Regions from separate parts of the Mus musculus genome. Here region 1 is linked to region 2. The links are chromatin contacts, called in public HiChIP or PLAC-seq maps. All regions are on one chromosome and are shown on one strand. The core of a region is the stretch at or near the end of the contact, and the rest is flanking DNA. Distances in the headings are between cores, read along the strand shown.

Region 1 (6,097 bases), core at 1,608-4,107, 650 kb after region 2:
TGGTTAGGCAAACAGGTTAAGGAGCCATAAATGTAATGTAGAAGACAGAGCTTAGAAACCAAGAACAGTTAGCCTAAAATAACTGCAGCCACTCCTGTGCTTTAAAAATTAGTCAGATTTAAAGTTTACAAGATATATCTGACTGTAAATGTGGATTCTAACTGTCTCGTACATTTCTTGAGTGGTAGCTGAGCACTGAGGTCTATTATCCCATTAAAGAACACTGTTATGAGGGATACATAACCACAGATTTATACAATTCTCTCATGATCCTAAGCAATGCATTCCATATCACAAGAAAATGGAAAAGGACATCACAGCTATATTACAGAAAGTTTCTCGTTATCAACAGAGCGTTATCAGTTAATTCCTATAAAACACCGAGAGAAGCATTAATACATTCTGTATATTTATATATATTTATATTTGGAGTAATGGGGGTTATCACATCAGACCTGATGCATCTTCCTTCCCTGGACAGAAAGTAATGGTGGTGTAAATAAAGAGGTGGGGACCAGAGAAGCAGAGTAAACATGTTAGCCACACTTGAAAATGGGAAGTTCTCAAAGATTTCACTCTTTCCCACTGCCAACTTATATTCCAGAGGACTAGGCAAAGATGGCTTGAACTGGCCTGGCATCTAAGTATTTCCACAGAACTGAGAAAACACTCAATGTAGTCATTAGTTTGGTTTAGATTTGGGAAGATTTCTAATAGGTAGAGATTAGCACATCACAGCTTGTGTGTGTGCTGCAAATAACGTGAGCAAACTAGTTCTTACAGTCAGTCAGTCAGTCGTTCTGCTGGCCCAGGTAAGAGCAGCTCAGGTGGCAGGAACTCCTAGCTCTGTCTCTACCATTGCAGAGGGTACTGATGAACAAAAGCCACTCCCTCAGCCTAGCCTCCAGACTGCTGGCACCTGCCAGAGCAGCCCTGACCCCCTCTCCCCTTTCCACATTCAAGTTCCAACCTGGATCTCAGAAAAAGCTTCCTTGGAGCAATGAAGAAACGAATGTATCTCATGCCTTTTATTTCCTAATGTGCATGCTAATGGCCTGTTTCGAACGCCCCGAGCCAACACACAGAGCATAAATTTCTCATAGGTCCTAAACACTATAATAAATGTACATTGTGTTTTTCTTTGAAATCAAACAGGAAGAACTCACATTTTGAAGAACTGTGGTTACCTTTCCCCATCCTTAGTCAGTTATCTGTGAGGGGGTTCTCTCTAAAGAAAAGGAGTGCAAGCAGCCAATAATAAAAATAAAAACATTTTCATTTCATTTCTTCCTGTTCTCTCTGGGTAAACAGCATCAAACAACCTATGGTCCTGAGTTTCACAAATGAGCAACACAGGAGAGAGAAGTACCTGCCCTACCAATTTGAAGAAAAGTTCCCAGGTAAAGGAAATGGCACGTGGCTTGCCAAGTACATCCTCCGGACAGCAAGCAAGATGCTACCCATTCGCACCAAGTTTCCTGCGACCTTGAATGGAGAGTCCTCCCCAAATATGGCTAAAATGTTGGCAACCTTAGCAGCCACCATTTGTGGGAATAAAACCTCAAAACTCTTATATACAAACTTAGTTTACATAATACCCATCCTCACGTTGCTCTGACAAGAGCAAAACCATAATAAATATAGTTCTTAGTGTATCACCTCTTCGTTATGCAAAGTTCAGGATGCTTGGGAAGAAAAGTCCGTCTATATACATTTTGCTTAAAGGTTGGGTTTTTCTATATCAGAGTATCCTCAAGGCTACTGTGCCAGTTTTCAAAAGGAAAATATGATAGGTGATACTTTCAAATGCAAATACGTAGTCTGCTCTCTGAGCCCAGTATGTGTTGACCCCACTCCCCACTATGACAATCTGCTAGGTCACTGGGCTCCCAGAAGCTGCATGGAGGAGCTTAAGTGGTTCTAGTCCTCAACTTCAGTCCGAAATGCAAATAGTTTTTTGCACCTCATTTAGAGGAGCATATACTCCTTGCTTACTGTGTGTGTTTACTGGAGTGTCCTCTCCCTGCCTGGGATGAAGAGACCTGAAGCTAAGCACACAGCTCTGGGATCCCAAGGATGGTTCTGGGCACCCCTAGTCAATCACCTGAGTTAAAAATGTATTAACAACTGCAGTGGGTCCTAAACTAGGGATCACAAAGTCCATTTCTCCTTCCGTGCTGTCCGCGGTATCCTGTAGACAGTGAGAGGCAGGAGGCGTGGCTGTGCTGGAGTGTCCTGAAAAAGATCTTCCCATCTGTCTTTTCCCGGTGGGTTGGTCACATCAGGACTTGCTCTCGAGTCTCTGGCAATCGAAGGGCAATCAGGCCACCTCCAACCAGAGAAGCAGCAGCCAGAAGGATGGGGACCACTTTGGTTATCCCAACAAAAGAAGCAAAGATAGTGTTTCCCAGGATGGCCCCAAACTTGCACAGTCCGTTGAGGATGCCGAAGGCCGTGGCCCTGCAAAAGAAGAGGACAGGAGAGGATTCTGAAATTCTGGGCTTCGCTAGGTGAACGGCTGTATGTTCTTTCCTTGTTGTAAGAGGAGGAGGTGTGGGACTCAATTTCTTATCTAAATATAAAAACAGCGATTTCATTTTAGCCAACACTGGAAATACTCAATGAAATTAAGATGTAGGGATACCTGGACTAATAGCTGCTATTAACATTCTGAATTGCCTTCAAGCCTCTTTCCTTATCTTCCCAAGCATATCTCTAATTAAAATAGTTACAAGTAGTACTTGCTTACAGAAAAATATCAAAAAAATAAAGCTGCATACGAAATAAAGTGTGAGCACACTCTCTTGTGGCAAAGACTGCTAACTCACTCTGCAATTTAGGTCCCCAACTGTAAGACTACATTTCCCAGAGTCCCTTGCTGCTGGCTGTGTGAGCGTGACTTAGTTTCAGCCAATGAGACAGAGTGCACATGAAAAATTTCCTGAGAGAGGTTGTGAGCGAATTTCTACTCTCTCTTCCTTTATTTTTTGTCCTTTGTCTTACTTCCTGCAACAGAGATGGACCGTGGTGGAATCCAGGCAAGGGAGACTAGAAGCATAGAAGCCTGAGCCTTCTGCTCAGGCTGCTGATGAAGAGTCCTTGCAATGCCAAACCTCCCATGCTTGTTTGGAATTTCTGCCATCCATGGCAGAACCCAGTACTAATTATTATCCCTAAATTACACTCCAGTGATAAACTTCATGAACGACACAGCCTATCCTGACCACGACTGTATAGAGCATCATTTTTCACTCTATAAGAGTCAAAGGATCCTTTCACAGGGCTCACCTAAGATCGTCAGAAAACACAGATATTTACATTATGGTTCATAACAGTGGCAAAATTACAGTTAGGGATTAACAATGAAAGTAATTTTATGTCACCACAACATGAGGAGCTATATTAAAGGGTCGCACCATTAGGAAGGTTGAGAACCACTGGGACAGTATTCTCAAGATGGTCATTCCTGTGCTGCAATTAAACTACTTCTTCATTATATCAAAAGTTTAAAATATTGGCATATATTTATGGTTAGAGGTTGGGCTCTATTATCTATACCTGAGCAGCATGGTGGGTTTATAAGCTCCAGCCCCAACCCTAGCGAGTATGTTTGCTTTATTTTCTATCTCTATATGCCTGCTTTTCTAAGTAAAATTTAAAATGATTTTTTTCAGCTTTCCAGGGGAGGGGGAAAGTCTCACTGAATTTTGAATGGACTATTGTAATTGGAGAAGAATTAAAGGAAACTTGATATTTTTATAAGAGTAAATTATCTCAAGACAGTGAAGCATGTCTTGGTTTCTGTTTTATGTCTTCTTTTATATTGTAGCAGAGGTTTACAGTTTTATTCATATTTCAGGATGTTTTTTGTTTGTTTGTTTTCTATGTGTCTCTTCATTTCACTTTCCTAAATTTCCTACCTGTAAAACCATAGCCCACTCAACAATGACCACTATCCTGTCCCTTACTATTAATAAAATTTAGCATTCTTTGACTCAGGAAACATGGTATGCTAGCCAGCCAAAGCCCAGAAGCTCTGTTGTTGACTTTAGGAATACCACTAAAATACTTTTCAGAACTAAGCTCACCCATCCTCCATACTATGCCCATCCTTGTGAGCATTTATCCACTGTACGTATAGTTCAAGATCCCCTTCAAGTAGAGAAACACCTACTGGGTAATGAACTTGACCTTCTGCTTTTAAACAAAGAGTAAACCCTGGCAGCCCTGGACCACTCTGCCTCCATCCACCTTCTCTTCCTTCTTGTTGAGCCCCACGCCATCCATATTGTCCCAAGTCTTCATGTTTTCTCCTTAGTTCCCATTGGCAGGCCTGAGCTTAGCTCCAATGAGGATCGAATGATACAGAAGGCTTTAGTCACTCTTACCCCTCCACTGAGACAGCTTACGTTTGTCCTCTGGTTCTTGTCACTCACTCAACTCTATCAAACCCTAGCCTACCCAGGCCCAGACCACTGACATCATCTTGGAGAGAAAGTCAATTGCCCGGGAGACGTTTGGAACATGGACTTCAAGAAGACCAAGGCCATGCATGGTCCAAGATTCAGCTTCTGAGCAGAGTAACTTAAGTTAGGTCAGAACTGACCTCTGGTTGGTGGGATACAGCTCAACTGTGATCACATCCAGAGCATTCCAGGCTGCAATGCTGGTCCCACAGAACAGGCATTGCCAGCCGATCATCGCAGACTCGCTGTTGCCAAAAAACAGGAAGAAGCAGCAGACTGCAGAGATGAGCATGGAGCCGCCTATGGAGACAAGACGAAGGTGGAAAGAAGTGTGAGGCCTGTGGTGTCCCAGAGTCTGCTCCCCAGAGGATTTGCCCACACCCCCAATCTCACAGGCTCAGGTGAAGTAACATGTCACTTGAGTAACTAGGTCCAACTTCCACTTGGGAAGAGCACAAATGGAACAAATAAACTCACACATATTTTAAATTCAAGTATATACGATGGAAAAGTAAATATTGACATGTACACATGGAAAGAGTGGATATACATTTATATACAACTCAAAAGTTAAGATATTAAGAGTCAACTGCTTTTTTAAAGAAATGTAAAAATAAAATTAAGAATCAGAGCTCACATAGCTTACGTTCCAATGTGAATACATTTCAGGTCAGCTACAAAGGGAAAATTCCAGAAGTGCTGTTCCGCTTCTCCACCTATGACCTGTTCTGGTTTGAATTTTAAAAGCCCCCCAAAAAGCATATATGTTGGATGAAGCGTTGTCCCCAAGGCAGCCACACTCAGAAGTAGAGCCTCTGGGGACCTCTGGGCTCATTAATGGATTAATCATGTATGGATTCATCATTTAATAATAGCATCTGAAGGAAGAGCTCCCTGTGCTCCCAGGCCATCATAGGGTGAACAGCTTTGTGCTGTCACATTCTCCCTGTCATGATGCTCTGCCACAACACAAATGCTCAAACAATGGAGGCAAAGGCTGCGAACCAAAATCTAAAGTCGGGAATCAAAATAAATATGTCTTCCTTCTAAGGGCAAACACCCTTCTAGAGTGTTGTTATAGCAACAGAAACAGGACTAATGCATCATCATCTCCACCACAGAGATCCCTCTGCCCTCCCAAAACCTACTGCAACCTCCTGAGAAGCTGGGAACCATTGTCACCATGATGGGAAGACAGAGGAGTGGAACTGCTCAGTGACCACCATCCCATTTTAGAAGCTCCATCTTTGGCAATGGCTAAGTCCCTCCAGGACCACAGCTCCTTTCAGGTTATTCTTCCACTACTGTTTGAGACCCCGTTGGGCTCTGTGAATGCTGTTTTTTCCCCTGGTTCCTGCCACCATAGGATGACAGCTGCCTCCCACTTTTGCCAGAATCTGAGAGTCTGGCCTCCCTCATTTGTCCCGACCCTGGCCACATGTGTAAAGCTGTCCATCAACAGTGTAGGGAAAACTACACCATTCAGGGAGAACTCTCTGACTAAGAATCCCACTGACGGAGATGGTAATAAGAGACCCCATTTTAAAACTGGATGTAGCAAACCCTTTCCAAACCCAAGAATTCCACCCAGAGAAGCTTGGAAAGTCTTGGGTTGGCTCTGGTCATGACTG
Region 2 (6,507 bases), core at 3,889-6,388:
AGTTTCTCCATTAGAAACACTGTCTCCAGCTCTGTGGCCAGCTCACAGCTTCCTCCTTCTCCTGGACAGCACCATTACTTTAGACCAACTCTCACATTTACCTGCCAATGTGGCACAGCAGCCTGTGTGAGAACACACTAAACATTGATGACCATGCTACATGGTTTCAACCAAGTGCTCTCAGATATGGAAAACTTGCTCCTTCGTTGGTTTGTGTAGTCAGCACTCATCCTGTGAGGAAGTTAAGGTAAATATGGCTCTGTAAAGTCATCACAGAAACTGGCTTGGCAAATCCTGGATCACTGTTCCTTGGGGAATTGCCAGCCACATTCCTGTAAGCTTTGGTCATGAGTGTCTTATGACATCAATCCTTAAAATATAAATAAATATAAAAAGTTGGCCTCTTGACTGACAATGCTAGTCATTAGCATTGAGATGCAGGCCAACAGAGCTATCCCGCACGTCTGGCATGTATACTTTTCCCATACATCGCATATTACTTTGTACCTGGAAATGACACATGGGCATTTTAGCACAATGCTTGAGGGCCATGTTAAATAGCAAAAATCACTCACAAATGTGGGGCAAATGAGACATTAGATAGACCACAGAAACGACATGTGTTTATAACATGCTGCAGCGAGAAGGCAGAATGTTGCCTTATTTGACCTCAGCTGACAACATGAGCAAGAGGAAAGTAGAAAAAAATTCCACCATTCCATCCATCTGTATTATAGCTGTTGGACAAATTTGTAGGTATGGACTCTATGGATAATAGGATAGACTATATGTGCCTATGCGTATACCTATGTAAGGATTCTGTCTGCTCCTCTTCCTTCCTCCACCCTCTTCCTTCTCTCTCTCCTATCTCCTTTCTCTCTCTCTCTCTCTCTCTCTCTCTCTCTCTCTCTCTCTCTCTCTCTCACACACACACACACACACACACACACACACACACACACACCCTGAGGGTTAGGTATAAACTTCTGGGGAGGTGACATCCCTTCTCGGAGGTGGGGTGACAGGTGCATGTGGCACTGATGCAGAGCCCTAAGCAGCAATGAAGGATGAGGATGCTACTAGCCTAATTGGCACTTGACATGAGCTTTGCATATACATGGAGTAGAGCAGAGAAGGCCTAGAAGTTGGGAATCTGGGGCTGACTCTACATGGAGCACCAGGGATTTGCCAGATCCTCTGGGAGGAAGAAGGAGAAAGATGATTCTATGTGCAAGACATACTATGTATCAAGCACACAGGCCCGGGTAATCAAGGTTGCCCTATGGGTGCCCACAATTAATTTGGTGCCTCTGGACAGGACACAGAAAAAAAATTAAAACTTAATGGTTTTGGTAGTGTGTGCACATGTATGAGCTTATGCTGAGCTTACTTGTCTGCTCTGTACTGTGTGCCCTTGTGGAGAATTGACTGGCACCACTGGGACAGAAAGCTGAGGGCTCCTCATCTCCACTCATCTTCACCTCCAGCTTCTCCACACTTCCTGTCAGCAGTCAAAATTTCCTCTGCAGTATCCAGATTTGGTGTGATTATTCATTATGGTGGTTTGCAGAGCCCTTTTACTCTTACCTAGAGAGCAAGCATGATCAGACAGAGTGTTCTGGTCACAACCTCTCTGGACCAAGTAGAAAACAGGGGGCGGGGGAATCCTAATAGACTACACTAAGACTCCCAGTCTCTGTAACCATCCAAGCACAGCATAACAGAGCCTACCCAAGACAAAGTTTGCAGAAATAGAAAGTACCAAGCTAAGAGGCCAGACAAACTCCACCCTGCCTTGCTGCTTTCTCCATGCAGAACAGGTTTCCTAGGCTCTGATGCTGTGCTCAAAGCCAGGCACACTGTCTCCTCTGTTGGACCCCTGGGGTTACTTCCTCTAAGAAATGAGTCCTGCATTGCACTTTATGGGCTGGCAGTGAGTGCTGGCCTGGATACTTCATACAGTGATTAAACAGGACTGACTGGAGAAAATGCTTAAAGCATCTGTCCAGGTAAGCCAATGGGGAGGGAAAGAAGATGCAGGTATTCCAAACCACTTTGCAACTGTGAGAGAAGAGTGGGGGAGCTCCCCTTCCCATAACCCTGCCTGTGACTGTGCTCATGAGAACTGGCCTTGATCCTTATAAGCAAAGAAGCAGGGAGAATATAGATCTGAGATCTGAGAGAGTGCTAGAGAAAGGGACCAAAGTCTTCATCCCTACCACCATGCCCTAGTCTCCCCGCCCGCCACTGTAGTCAGCAGCACAGCCCTAAACTTGCTTTTGAATATCTGATAAGTAAAAGAATGTCTGACGACGTGATACATGATAGCCACCAGGATCTAGGAAAATAAAACAGAACCTGGACCAAATAATCGATCCATTTCTAAAGTGGGTTCAGATCATTTCCTGCGGGATTATCTATAATAAATGTGATTCATTCATAAAGCTGCAGTGGGTGTGGCTGTCTGTATATTCAGGTATGACATGCATGCACAGACCCTGACATATATGGAGGCCAGAGAATAACCTAGGCATTGTGCCCCAGAGGCCACTTTTTTTTCAGTGAGACAAGATCTCCCATTGCCCTGGTGCTCAGGAGGTAGCTACGCTAGCTGGGCACAGGGCTTTGCCAGACTCTGCCTCCCTGGGGTTACAAGGGTCTGCCCCCCCCATCAACATTTTAAATTTGGATTCTAGAGATCAAACTCAAGTCCTTGTGCCTGCAAGACAAGTACTTTATATACTGAGCTATCTCTCCAGCCTTTGTGTAGATTATCATTGTATGTCAAATGCTATCTGTCTGCAAAATGAGGCAATGCTCCTAGGTCATATCCCCAAATCATCATCTGCGGACTTGGAAAAGAGGCAGGGAAGGAAATGACATATGTCATCCAAACAAAAGGCAATGCTGGAGTGGATATTCTCTCTCAAATCATCCACGCAGCAGGGGGCTGGCTTTACCCTCCAGATTAACCTAAGGCACAGTTCATTTCTCTGAAGAGCAATTAGCCCGCAACTGCGGTCTCTGCTTCCTTATTCTGCTGCAATATGCTCAAATTGCTGAAAATGTTTTTGTTGCTTGAAATTTTGACTAGATTTAAAATAAATATCTGAGCAAGAATTCCTGAGCCTTGTTTGGACACAAACTCCTACCATCTACTGATTTTATAGATACTGATTTTTTTCCTTTCCTTTCCTTTCCTTTCCTTTCCTTTCCTTTCCTTTCCTTTCCTTTCCTTTCCTCTCCTCTCCTCTCCTCTCCTCTCCTCTCCCCTCCCCTCCCCTCCCCTCCCCTCCCCTCCCCTCCCCTCCCCTCCCCTCCTCTCCTCTCCTCTCCTCTCCTCTCCTTTTCTTTTCTTTTCTTTACAAGACAGGGTTTCTCTGTGTAGCCCTGGCTGTCCTGGAACTCACTCTTTAGATCAGGCTGGCTCCAAACACAGAAATCTGGCTGTCTCTGCCTCCTAAGTGCTAGGATCAAAGGTGTGCACTACCATTAAAGTGTGTGTGTGTGTGTGTGTGTGTGTGTGTGTATTTGTGCACATGTAAGCGCAGGTGCCTGCAGTGTCCAGAAAGGCATAGGATCCTCTGGAACTGGACTTATAGATAGTTGTGAGCCACTTAAATGGCAAGCATTCACTCCAGCCCCACAAAATACCAGCCCTACAGATAAAGGTACTTAGAAATCAGAGTTCACTACTTCTAGAAAATTTACAGAGACAGTTTTTATATGCTTTATAAAGTTATTTAAAGTCTGTGTTCACAGCTGGGTGGTGGTGGTGCACACCTTTAATCCCAGTACTTGGGAGGCAGAAGCAGGTGGATTTCTGAGTTCGAGGCCACCCTGGTCTACAGAGTGAGTTCCAGGACAGCCAGGGCTACACAGAGAGACCCTGTCTTGGAAAAAAAAAGTCTGTGTTCAAAAAACACAACTTATATTCCACATCCCCTGTTGTCCAAAGAGGGCTAGGTGCATGAGGCTTTTGGCAGTTAGATGTCACATAGAATGTGATTTGTGATATTACAGTCAAAGAATCACAGAAGTGACTGTTTGATCCTTATATTTAATCAACTCCCAGTTTATCATTCTGCCAAGGGAGGAATCCATTTCTTGACATACATAATGTCACCTGCTGGGTTTTCCAAGTGTCACCCAAGAACAGGCGTGAGGCCTTCCAGTATTGGAGCACTCTCATACACCAGGTTAGATGGGATCAGAGACAGGTACTGCATCTCTGTGCCACATTTAATTTACTGTTTCTAGGAGTTGCCTTCAAAAAGCATATCATCATCTAATGATACAAGGCAACCCTGAGTCTACAGAACTAGGGTGTTGGGCATGTACTCTGATGGGGCCACCTTCAGAACTACTCAGAGATGCAAGTTTTCAAATCTTGTTGTATGTGGGGTGCACACTTGTTCTAGGGTGCATATGTAGAGATTGGAGGATAGGATCTGATGTCAGGCCCTGTCTTCCATGCTATTTGAGAGACAGGGTGGTTTGCTGTTTGCTGCAGTGCATTCTTGTCTAGCTGAGGATTCTCTTGTCTCTGCCTATCATCTCACTGTAGGAGTGCTGGGATTGCAAACTTGTTGTCACACCTGGCTTTATGTGGTCCCTGGGGCTCTGAACGTAGGTCCCCGTGTGTGTGTGTGTGTGTGTGTGTGTGAATGTGTGTAAAGTGTTTTACCATTTGAGTCCTCTGTTAAAGCCTTGTGAATCTTGGTGGAGCTCTGGCAGATTTTTTTGTCCTGGGCACACGGTGATGCTGCTCAGAGACATATTAGCATGGATCTGAACACAAGCCATTAGCATCACCTTCAGCTTCAAACTCTGGACTCCTGACTTCCCTGGCTAGGAACTTATATCGGCATAGGCATTAGAACCAGACTGGCCAGCGCAAAGCCTGAACTCCTTTTTTTCCTCTCTGTCCCCAATCTGTCACGAAGCAAACATGCCCCGACCTCCTTTCAGCCACAGGGGCAGCCACTATGCAGGCAGGGCTGCCAGTCCCAGCCTCCGCTTCTGTCTGGGTCATTTTTCAACCTATATCAACTCCATCCTTGTTGCTTCAGATCAGAGCTGCCCATAATTAGCCAGGCACAAATGCCCTACGGCTGCCAAAGTGATGATGTCCCATGCCTTCTGGGTGACTCACTGGATGAACCACGCAGACTCTAAGCAGGGCTGCCGAAGATGACATAGAACAAGCAGGCTCCACAAAAATTCTCTCTAGGGTTTCGATGTGAGTTTCCCTCCCTGCTTCAATTAGATTGGGGGCTGCAATAGAGGCACCCAAGACCAGATGACCTCAAATAGCTCAAGTGCCTTCCTTGCCACTGCCTCCAGAGGAGGAATTTAGAGATATGCCCAAGTTACTCTTAAGCACAGCCCCACATATGGTCTCTTGCCCCAGTCCACATGATTCTATAGGAAAAATATTCCTTCTTGTCTCTACACCTCTCTAGCAGGATGTTCCCAAGGCCAGGACTATCAGCTCCCACTTCACAGGACAAGCAGGCCAGGTTTGGAAATGTTAAGGCTAGTAACACAGCAAAAGTAAAACGACTGGTAAGTGGAGAGAGGATCCTGGGATCCTGGGTTACTAAGTGAGCAGTGAGTGAAGGGTGAGGTTAAAGAGCCTGAAGTGGAAAGGCCTTAGAGGCCCATGAGAGACTGCTGCTCACCCCACAGTATATTCATGAGGATATGGCAGGGTCCAAAAGTCCTGTGTGCATTTACCACACATCCCATCCTCTAGGAATCTATGTATCCATCAAGGGTTCCCTGAGGAGCTGTGGACCAGCTCTATTTTTCTCAGCCTAAGGTAGAGGCAGGTTATGTACATGCATAACCGCCAATTCTCCCATAGTCTGGGGCACTGGATTATAATGTAGAGCTATTGCCAAAACACTGAAGACTCCGGCACCCCAGTTAGTAAACTTATCAACCCTCTCTGCCCAAACACCCTATTGCCACAGCTCTGGTGCACCCTCCATGATAGTAGCCATGATCTTCCTCAGAGCTGCAATGATAACAACACAAAGAAGGTATATAGTCACCTGGCTCCTAGTCATACATCATGGAGAGCATGCAGAGAGTCGGGGATGGGACAAGCCTGGGCATCCTGGATTCAGGCCCCCGAGCTTTAGGGAAGCCACTAGCATTTCTTGATCTTCCATGTCCTCACGTGCAACTTGGGAATCAGAGGTAAGCATTTCTCAGAAATGCTCTGAAGTCCCCAAGGAGCTATGAGTTTGGAACATGATGAACACTTACTGAGACAGTCACAGGCTGGATGGCAGCAGAGCTCGATTCTGCTGCCTTCTGGGTTCATGGCTCAGGTATCTCACTTATCATTCCAGGTCTGGCCATAGCACTAAGCTCCAGCTATAGAGAGATTCAAGAGACAGCAGCCTCTGCCACTTCTGGCCTGGCTCACACTTCCCATACCCTGACACAGACAAAGAGGGCAGCCTTGAAAATAATGTGCTATTGATCAGGGAACTC

Evidence for each region. HiChIP or PLAC-seq counts read pairs in DNA pulled down with a chosen protein or histone mark.
Region 1: a contact with region 2 is called in an H3K27ac HiChIP or PLAC-seq map of SST interneurons, with 6 times the contacts expected there. The contact joins two enhancer-like sites. A contact is called at or near these places in 2 of 484 Hi-C or Micro-C datasets (cerebral cortex and myocytes) and 5 of 115 datasets of contacts at active chromatin or transcription factors (the NIH/3T3 cell line, SST interneurons, acute myeloid leukemia and 2 more).

What each region holds. Positions count from the first base shown.
Region 1 is chr7:75,115,319-75,121,415 of GRCm38.p6, forward strand. Sv2b (synaptic vesicle glycoprotein 2 b) reads right to left here. Exons shown (of 13, transcript NM_153579.4): 12 at 4,607-4,766; 13 at 1-2,460. The coding sequence ends at 2,277. Among named protein-coding and RNA genes, the nearest start is that of 4930533N22Rik, 88 kb to the left of the region's middle. Within about 2 kb of position 2,858, at least 91 of the 459 cell types and tissues checked have an H3K27ac peak or open chromatin away from gene starts, as enhancers often do. A contact at or near this core is called in SST interneurons, where this site is marked.
Region 2 is chr7:74,459,728-74,466,234 of GRCm38.p6, forward strand. All of the region lies in intron 2 of Slco3a1 (solute carrier organic anion transporter family, member 3a1), which reads right to left. Among named protein-coding and RNA genes, the nearest start is that of Slco3a1, 92 kb to the right of the region's middle. Within about 2 kb of position 5,139, at least 63 of the 459 cell types and tissues checked have an H3K27ac peak or open chromatin away from gene starts, as enhancers often do. A contact at or near this core is called in SST interneurons, where this site is marked.